Regions from separate parts of the Camelus bactrianus genome. Here region 2 is linked to region 1. A link is a contact called in public Hi-C data. All regions are on one chromosome and are shown on one strand. Each heading gives the region's core, a stretch centred on a gene start, on an enhancer-like site or on the middle of the called end of the contact. The rest is flanking DNA. Distances are from core to core; before and after follow the strand shown. Region 1 holds the start of HNF1A (HNF1 homeobox A). Region 2 holds the start of ACADS (acyl-CoA dehydrogenase short chain).

Region 1 (4,890 bases), core at 1,197-3,696:
TAACACAGCAGTGTAAATCAACTATACTTCAATAAAAAACAAAAACAAAAGCAAACAATCGAAAAAGAATATACACCAAAAAATAAAGGTTTCTGGTGGTACCATTATAAAAGTAAGAAAAAACAGGGGAGGGTGTAGCTCAAGTGACAGAGTGCATGCTTAGCATGCATAAGGTCCTGGGTTCAGTCCCCAGTACCTCTTCCAAGCATAAATAAACCTAATTACCTCTCTCTCATAAAACAAACAAAAAGCAAAAAGAAACAAGTAAAAATAATTTTTAATTAAAATTTTAAAAAATTTAATTATGTTTATATATTGTTTTGTTTTTGTGTGTGTGTGTGTTTTTAATGGACTCTACCATGGATGTATTACCCTCCCCCCCTTAAATTTAGTTTTCAAATTGAAAAATTTTACCCAATATATCCAAAATATTATTATTTCAGCCAGAGGCATCAGCCACATTTCAAGTGCTTAGTGGCCGCATGGGCAGCACATTTGCCAGCACATTAGGTGCGTGCAAAAATGAAGCCAGAAATCAGAGGAAGGGGGATTGGAGCCCTGGGTCTGGGAGACGACAGAGAAGGGGGATTGGAGCTGATAGATCAGCTATCATCCTTCCTCAGCCCCGCTTCCTCTCCGCTGGCCTGGCCTGGCCTGGCCTGCAGGGAGGGCCTTCTGGCCAATGGTACCTTCTCCCTGCTTCTGTTGCCCAACATATGACCCTGGTTCTGCAGACCCCTGAGAGATGCCCCAGCCTAGGGGGCAGCCCCGCAGCACCCACTCCGCGTACTCCAGGCAATGGTGTACACCCCTTGTTCTGGGAGCTTAGGGCCACCCCAGGGGACAGACTGCAGGAATTTTTGTCCAGGCTCTGACTGGAAGAGGGAAGAGGTGGGTGGGGGTGAGTGAGGGTTAGAATCTGCCTTTACTTAACATTTTGATATTTGTGGTTCATCACAGATTTTTTGCATTGATTTAAAAATATATTTTATTGATTCCTATATAAAATTCACCCTTTAAAAATGCACCATTCAGTGATTTTTAGTATATTCACAGAATGGTATAACATCACCGAATCTACATTAGAACATCTCCATCACCCTCAAAGAAACTCCGTAGCCTTTAAGCAGCCATTCCCTCCCCTCCCTCTCCCCCTCCCCGCACCTGTCCCCTCAGCCCCTGGCAACCACCAATCTACTTTCTGTCCATGTGGATTTGCCTATTCTGAACTTTTCCTATAAATGGAATAATACAATAGATGGCCTTTTGTGTCTGGCTTCTTAGCATAATGTCTTCAAGATTCACCCTTATGAATCAGGACTTCATTCCTTTTTATGGCCAAATACCATGCCATTGCATGGATGGACAACATTTTATCTACCCATTCATCCGCTGATGGATATTTATGTTTCTCCACTTTTTGGCTATTGTGAATAATGCTATGAACATTCACATGCAAGTTTTTATGTGGTAGTATCTTAAATTCTTTTGGGCTTAGCATTAATTCTGAATTTTTAATATATTGCATACAAATATTGTTTTCTCTTGATTTACTGAGTTTTTTGGTGCCCCCTTAAAATTCTGAGCCAAATGCCTGACTGCTCTCACCCTATTCCCATCCCACAAGTCTTCTAGCTGTGTGACTTTGGGGAAGTTGCTTACCCTCTCAGAACCTCAGTTTCCTCCTCTGTAAAATGGGCATAATTCCTGTACCTACTCACAGTGGTTAGGGGCTACTCTGAGGTAATGATGCACATTACAGACCCAGCCCACAGCAGACTTAAGTCGACACAGTGTTCCTCCCAGCAGGCCTGATGTTGGGGCTGGCAGGAAGGCAGCTCCCCAAATGGATGTGACCCAGCCCTGCCCTTGAGGAGAGATGGCCCAATGGCCTAAAACTCCCTGCTGCTTCTGTTCCCAAGGGAAACCCGCTGTTTCTGCTCTCCTGCCTCAACCTGATCCCCGACAAGGTCCTGGTGGGGTGGGACCCCATGCTGGTCACCTGAAGACCTCCCTGTTTCAGCACCATCCGTCCCAGCTGCCCTGGGCCCCCCACTGCCGCCTCCCCCACCCTCTGCTCTGCCTACTCCCAGTGAAGGCCGCAGCTCCCCGTCCCTCGGCGCTGCCATGAGGCCTGCAGTTTGCAGGGTGAAGTCCAAAGTTCAGTCCCTTCTCTAAGCACACGGATAAATATGAACCTTGGAGAATTTCCCCAGCTCCAATGTAAACAGAGCGGGCAGGGGCCCTGATTCACTGGCCACTGGGGCCAGGGTTGGGGGTTGGGGGTGCCCACAGGGCTTGGCTAGTGGGGTTTGGGGGGGCAGCGGGTGCAAGGAGCCTGGTTTGGGCCTGCCTGCTGGCCGGCCAGCACGGAGCCGGCCCACGCAGCTGGGGAGGCGGCCAGCTGGGTGGCCCAGGGCCGCGTGGCCCAGCGCTAGCAGAGCCATGGTTTCTAAACTGAGCCAACTGCAGACGGAGCTCCTGGCCGCCCTGCTTGAGTCGGGCCTGAGCAAAGAGGCGCTGATCCAGGCCTTGGGTGAGCCGGCGCCCTACCTGCTGGCCGGAGATGGCCCCCTGGACAAGGGGGAGTCCTGTGGCGGTGGTGGGCGAGGGGAGCTGGCCGAGCTTCCCAACGGACTCGGGGAGACGAGGGGCTCCGAGGACGAGACGGACGACGATGGGGAAGACTTCACGCCGCCAATCCTCAAAGAGCTGGAGAACCTCAGCCCGGAGGAGGCAGCCCACCAGAAAGCCGTGGTGGAGACCCTGCTGCAGTAAGGACCCCTCTCCTGTCCCCAGCTCCCAAGGAGCCTGGAGGGGCCCACCCTCGGCTCCTGACCAGCCCTTCCCACTCCAGAGTCCCATGGCTGTGGCCTTCATTCTGGATGTTGGTTAAGGGGGACAGGGCCCATTGGAGCTTGGAGGGGGGGTGGTCCCGGCTCGGGGATTGGAGCCTCCAGCCCCCAACCTGGTCCTCTGAGTCCCCACGAGCCAAGGCTCTCAGCCCAGCACTTCAGAAGTGGGGCCATCCCCCCGGGGAGCTCCAAGATGGGGACAAAGCGGGAGAGTCCACAATTCAAGTGGCCGGACAACCAGAGGGCGGAGGGAGTTTATAGCCACCATCCCTATTTCCACTCCCCGAGCCCTACCTTCCCTGCCAAGCACCAGGTGCACCACTGGGGAGCGAGAACTGGGCTTTCGGGGGCTTCCCTGGCCTCCCCGGAACTCAAACATTTGGCCAGGAGGGCCCAGTCTTTCTTACCTGAGGGAAATGGAGCCTCAAGGAAGGAGCTGCTCCCCTTTCCAGCACAGCCTCAGGCCCCCCCACCTCTCCAGCAGGTGCAGTTAGAGGCCTCCCCGCTCCGTACCCCCACCCACTGGCTGGCTCCCCATATCCCGGAGAGCTGGGTGGGTCTGAGCCTGATGCCTCCCCTCTCCTCAGCAGAGTTGACCTGGTTACTAATTACCCACAGGCTTTATTATTTCTCTTTTGTTTTATAAATTTATACATGGCAAAAGGCTCTGATAAGGCCTGTGATCATTAACTTGTAGGGCTGGTGGCCTGGGGAGGCCTGAGCCAACCAACTTCCCACCCAGCGGGCTGGGGGATGGGGAGGGTAAAGGTGAGGGGAAGGGGGTCTGGGGGCTTCAAGCACTGCCCCTCCCCTAAGGCTCTGTAACCTCCATCCTAACAGCCGGGTGGGCGCTGTGCTGAAGTTTCACATGTGTGATTTCTGGCAACACTGAGATGAACTCTGGAGGCAGCTATGAATAACTGCTTCACAGACGAGGGAAATGAGAGGGGAAGTAGCTTGATGAAGGCCACCCAACTGGGACTCCACACCCACTCTCTTTGGTGCCCTCTTCCTCCATGACTGGGGGCCAGGGGCCGGCTGGGGGTGGGTTGGGGAGACTGAGAAAGAGTCCCAGAGACCATCTCTTTTCTGTCCAAGGTCCTGATCCCAGCTTGGGGTGTGGGGGTGGCTGGATCCCTGCCACAGGGAGCCTTCAGGGTCTGCCAGGCCTCATGAGGGCCTGGGCAGGGGGCAGGGGAGCAGCCAGGGCCCCCTGACTTGGCAGGAAGAGGAGGGCAAAGGGCCTCTGTCTGCAGGGGAGGGGCAAAGAGTCAGGCATCGCCAGGCCCAGGGCAAGGGCAGCCCTGACAGGGTGGGGCTGGGCCAGACTTGCTCAGGGCCCCAGATGGGATTGGGGGCTTTCCGGGGGGAGTGGGGGCAAGGGGTGCCAAAGGCCTTACCTGGCTGGGTGGGGCCTCTTGACCAGCAGCCCCTTTGGTGGGATGGTGGGTGGAGGGGAAGGCTTGATCCACAGCACTTGAGCGGGGAACAGGGGTCAAAGTGCTCCCTGGGGACCAGCAGAGACTTGGAAGCTGAGGGAGAGAGGGGAGGCATGGAGGAAGAGACAGGATGTGGGTAGAGAGAGGCCTGGAGAAGCAGAGCAGAGCCAAGAAGCCGGGAGGGGAGAGGGGCTCACAGGCAGCTGGGAGAAGGGGCTGGGGAGAGAGTGAGGCGCCCCAAGCTGAGAGAAGGCTGGAGTGCTTCCCTCCCGCCCCGATTGGGTTTTCTTTAATGCTAACAGCATGCTATTTACTTTCCATTTAAATTTGAGATGTTGCTATAAATTATCAACCAGCTCCTTGTTCCTGCGGAGTTTATAACTAACTACCCGGGTTACTTATTGTTCAGGTAACAAAAGGGATCTGAAAACGCCCCGAAGGGAAAAAGTGGGGCCTCGAGCCCCAGGGCACAGGCTAGAGAGGGTAGGGGACCCCTGATGAAGCCCAGGCAGGCTAGAAAGGATGGTGAAGAGGCAGGACTTCTCACACAAACTAAGTGTGACCAAGTATGACCTTGGGCTAATGTCTCTTCCTCC
Region 2 (5,244 bases), core at 1,076-3,575, 180 kb before region 1:
AGTCTATTTTTTTCTCTGTAAATCTATTTTTCACAGAATATAAGAAATGTCAGTGACCTGATCTGCCTTCCCCGCCTCCCCCAAGCTCCTCATTCCAGTTTGTATTGTCTTTGTGTCCAAAGTAAACTTAGGTGACTTATTTGTATAAAATGTTATTTTGCCACAAGAGACAGTAATAAAAGAAAGATTTTCACAGTATGTGTACCCCCTCTTGTCTCCTGACCGGCCCCTTGTGTCGGTGGGGGAGCAGGTATGGGGTGAGAGTGGGGGCGGGCTCAGAGTTTCTTTACGTGGCCTTTACGTAAATACTGGTTTAATGAGCATAGCTGGTCTCTGGGGTCATTAGTGCATAGTATCGTGCTTTAGGCTTAATTTTTTTTGCTTTACATTTTGCTGGGGTGCTTTGAGAATTAAAAATGTATATACATGTTTTAAAGTTAGGTTCATTAAGAGGTATTTTAACTATACCTCCAAGAGTAAATTCATCTCACGTAAGAGTACAGTTTGATGAGTTTTGACAAATGGATTCCTGATCACAGTCATGATACAGAGCGTTTCCATCACCCCAGAAAGTTCTCTCAAGTTCCTAGTATTTGCAGCCACTTCCCTCCCTTCACCCCAGTCCCTTGTAACCATCTTCTGATTTCTGTCTCTATTGGAGAACTTGCACACTTTTAATATAAAACTTATATCCATGTTTGAGGTCACAAACAGTACCAGTTAAAAATAAATCTGTTTTAGATGGTCTGTGGCACCTGAAGGCCTCTGCCCACAAACACCACTCACTTATTTTCCCCCCTCTCCTGCTTTTTCCTCTTTTCTTCCACCCTGGGCTGGTGCCAGGTTGGGTGATGAAAGGTTAGGAAGCCTGGGATCATTTGCCAACAATAGTCATTTGTTGGCTTTACAGTAGTATGGATTTAGAGGCTTTCTTTTGAATGCATTTTTTTTTAATTGAAGTATAGTCAGTTACAGTGTGTCAACTTCTGGTGTACAACATAATGTCCCAATCAGGCACATATATACATGTATTTGTTTTCATACCGTTTTTCATTGAAGGTTATTATAAGATATTGAATATGGTTCCCTGTGCTATACAGAAGAAACTTGGCTTTTTATCTATTTTTACATATAGTGGTTAACATTTGCAAATCTCAAGCTCCAAAATTTATCCTTTCTTACCCCCTTCCCCCCAATAACCATAAGATTGTTTACTATGTCTGCAAGTCTGTTTCTGTTTTGTAGATAAGTTTATTAGTGTCTTTTTTTTTTTAGATTCCATATATGAGTGGTATCATATGGTATTTTTCTTTCTCCTTCTGGCTTATTTCACTTAGAATGACAATCTCCAGGTCCATCCATATTGCTGCAAACGGCATTATTTTATTTTTTATCGCTGAGTAGTTTGAATGCATTTCTTTTTTTAACTGCAAGGTAACATCAGAAAGACGTTGCCACATCTTTTGATTGATCTCCAGGAAGCAGAGCAAGTTCTTGAAGGAAGACAGAACTTCTGTCCTGTGGGTCGATGCTGGGCTGAGTTATGGGGGGAAAAGGCAGCTGGAGGGATGTGTGGGTGCCTGGGTGCACGTGGGTGGTATCCCGGAGCCTGGGGAAGTCTGACTCACACCTGTGCCCATGGAAGACCCTTGTTAGACAAGTGAAATCGCCATAGTTTTGGGAGGCAGGGTGAAGGCATCTTGATGGACACTGAGGACCAAATGCACGGCAGTAGGGTACAGTGCCCCCACTCCCGAGGGGGCTCTGCCCCACAGCTGGAAGTGAGACGGTGAGACCACATTGGATCAGGGAAGCAGCAGTGCCACCCCACCTTCACAACGTCCCATCAATCCAACTACCCGGGCTGAAGTACTGAGTACCAGAGCAAGACAAGATCCTTGCCCTTCTTGGAACTCACAGGCTGGTAGGGGACTTGATAAGATTTCAGACGATGCCAGGAATAAAACAATGGGATGGGAAGTGTGGGGCGGGGTGGAAACACTGGCCTCATGAGGTCGGGGCAGGCCTCAGTGAGTGAGGAAGGGAAGGAGCGTTCCAGCGAGGGTACGATGACCGCAAAGGTCCGAAGGGTGGAACCAGCTAGAGGTATTGGAGCTGCCATGTGAGGCTGGAGCAAGGACCGCAAGGGGGTGGTGGGCGTGGGATCAGGGAGGTAGGCGGGGGAAGGCTTATAGGGCTTTTTAGGCCACGGAATTGGATTTTAGGAGAGAGACGCCCACTCTCGAAAGGTTTTAGGATCGGAAGAGAACCGACTTCGGCGACTTCCGCAAATGCGCGGGAGAGTCTGGTTTTACCACCGGGGAGTGAAGCGGGTCCCACAACGACCCGAGGCAGACCGGACGTGAGCGTAGGACGGCCCCGCCCTGAGCCACGGTGGGCGAGGCCTATGACCTGCGCCGGCCCCGCCCCCGCAGCCTGGAGCCCACGCTGGTGGACCGAGGTGGCTGAGAGGAAGTCCGGCACTGTCAGGAGTATCTGGCTTCCGTCCTCTATGGCCGCCGCACTGCTCGCCCGGGCCTGCGGCCCCGTCCGCGGAGGTGAGTGCTCACCGGCCAGGGCTCCGCCGAGCGGGTACGGCTCCCGGCGGCTGGTCCTTCTCCGCGGCGGCCGGGTGGTGCCTACTCCGGGAGCGCGCGGCCTTTGCCCAGTTAGGCTGCTTCTCGCGCCTGCGTGGCCTGGGCGCCCGCGCCGACCTCCTACCCCCAGCTCCGTTCCCACTGCGGCATCCGCATCCCCCTCCCCTCATTGCACCTTCGGCGGAGGTTCAAGGTGCGCCCTTCTTCCGGTGCCAGGCCTGGGCTTGAACCCAGACTGCACCTGTGACCTTGAGCCAGACACGGCTCCTGTCAGCCTAAGCTGGCCCTTATGTAAAACAGCCACAGTAATGCATTACTGCTGTTCTTGTAAATACGTTATAGAGCGTTGAATCAGAGGGTGTGCGCAACACTTGGTACAATGCCTGGCATATTAACAGGTGCTTAGTGAGTATTAGAACTTGCAGGTGATTTCATACACTACCTCTCCCATCTTCCCATTTCTCTCCAGCTGTGGCAGCAGTGACACGTGGCCAGGGCTTCCTCTGCCTGGTTAAGAGCCACTCACCCTGAATAATAACAATAAAGGGGACCCTCATTGAGAGGTGTCTCTCCAGGCCCTGCACCAAGTGCTACAGTTAGTATCTCAGCCTCCCACCCCAGGAGCGAAATGCTGTTGGCCTCCACATTTTAGAGAAACCAATGAAGTTAACATCCTTGCCTGTGCTCTTACTGTTACTGGTGTTACACTGATGATTGAATGGGTTAAGTTGTACAAACTATTTAGCAAGCACAGTAAACATTCAGTTCTTTTCTAAACAGTGAGCTGCTGACATTTTGGGCCCATGATTCTTTGTCATGGAATCTGTCCTGTACAGTGTTTAGCAGTATTTCTGGTGTCTACCCACTCCACACAACCCTTCGGTTGAGACAACCAGAAATGTCTCCAGACGTTGCTAGTAGTCCCTGGGGGCACAAAATCATCTATGGAGGAGAACTGCTGAGTTAGTGGAACGCTATTATTATTATTATGGTTAATTATTAGTGTCATCACACAAGATCTCTCGCATTCCCCTTCTACTGACTCCTGTTGTTTTTGCTGGCAGCTCTCCGGCCTTGGGACTGGCGCCTCTTACATACCATCTACCAGTCTGTGGAGCTGCCCGAGACACACCAGATGCTACGTCAGACATGCCAGGACTTTGTGGAGAAGGAGCTCTTTCCCATTGCGGCCCAGTTGGACAAGGAACATTGCTTCCCGGCAGCTCAGGTGAGAGTTCCAACCTCAGCAGCCCAGGATGGGCTGTGCTCTCGGCTCCCAGACGACTGGTGACAGTGACAGCCAGAGTCACTGAGACTCCAGCCACAGAACCCTGAGGCGGGTTCCTGGGGCCCAGAAAATTCTCTGGAGGTTCCCCTGGTCCAGCATGAGGCCTAGAGCCAGGATTTGACTTCTGGAATAACAGCAGTAATGGCGGATGGTGGGTACGCGTCCTACGTACTGGGCATCGTGATGATGATAGTTAATGCTGACGGAACACTTCCCAGGTGCTCAGCACTGTTCTCAGCGCTGAGATGGGTTAGCTCATCTGCTTCTCCCAACAGTCTTCTGAGGTGAAGACGCCATTAATACAGACCCTGTTGTACAGTTACTGAGACTCAGATTGATGACAGGCTCAAATAATGTGCCCCAGGTCACGCAGCTAATGAGTTGCGGAGCTGAGACCAGAGCCCAAGTCTGTCTGGTGCCAGCCGCTGAGATCCCAGTCAGTGCCCTCCTTCCTGTGTCCTTGTGTCCGTCCATCTGTAATGACATGTTTGAGGTGTTCCTGCTGTATCCATCCCCTGGCTTGACAAGATGTCTTGCACACAGTACAAATATTCAGGAGATATTTGTTGTGATATTTGCGAAAGAACAAACCTTCCTGGCCTCTTCTCCACGTCTGTTTTCCAGTCAGAAGAATTCAGGAGTTGTGGTTGCCACTCACATGGCTCCTGGGCTTTGGGGCTCCTTCCCCCGCTTAGTGAATGTTACGTGTTCACAGTGGAGCAGGCCCTGGGCCTGGACTGGGAACACCCAAGGAGCTCAAAGTGGAGGAGGCAGGTGGCACTGTGGGCCACCCAGATCAGCTGGGCGACTTGTAGGTGGTAAGCATTGAACATGCGATATGTCATTTAGTCCTAAGGACATCCTGCCTGCAGCTTTAATCTCCATTTAGTGTCCTGGACGGCTTGCAAGATCACATGTGTCAAGTTCATGGTGACTGGTGCTTGAAAAACAGTCGCTACTAATACTGTTATTTTCATTACAGTCGAGAAGATGGAGGCATAGAGGGGTGAGGAGATTTTCCACGGTTTAGTGGACTATGGAGTTAGAATTCGGACCCCAAGTGTGGTTGGCTTGAAAGCCCCCCTCACCCCCTAGCCCCTGGTTGGCCCTGAGGCCCCGCTAGCAGGCTGGGAAGCCTCGTCTCGTTGGGATGTTATTGTCCAGGGCCTACACTACCCCTACATCCTCCATACGCACACTGCTGCTGCCCCCGAGCAGTTGTGCGCTGGGGCTTTTCCCGCCAAACGACACCCACTTGATTTATTTTTTATATGTTATTTCTGTACTCCCTCCAGTTATTTATGCTGTTACAGACACAGACTTGCTTTGGGCAAAAAAGCTGGCAGTAGAACCAGACTT

The links. Hi-C and Micro-C count contacts between places; a contact is called where the count stands out from the background.
Region 2: a contact with region 1 is called in a Hi-C map of blood, with 3 times the contacts expected there. The contact joins the promoter of ACADS here to the promoter of HNF1A in region 1. A contact is called at or near these places in 2 of 2 Hi-C or Micro-C datasets (blood and liver).

Annotation. Positions count from the first base shown.
Region 1 is chr32:8,936,490-8,941,379 of ASM4877302v1, reverse strand. It overlaps HNF1A (HNF1 homeobox A), which reads left to right and starts at 2,446. Exons shown (of 10, transcript XM_010969604.3): 1 at 2,446-2,774. The coding sequence starts at 2,446.
Region 2 is chr32:9,119,208-9,124,451 of ASM4877302v1, reverse strand. ACADS (acyl-CoA dehydrogenase short chain) reads left to right here and starts at 2,325. Exons shown (of 10, transcript XM_074356197.1): 1 at 2,325-2,558; 2 at 3,662-3,825. The coding sequence starts at 2,408. It overlaps UNC119B (unc-119 lipid binding chaperone B), which reads left to right. Exons shown (of 5, transcript XM_074356198.1): 5 at 1-198.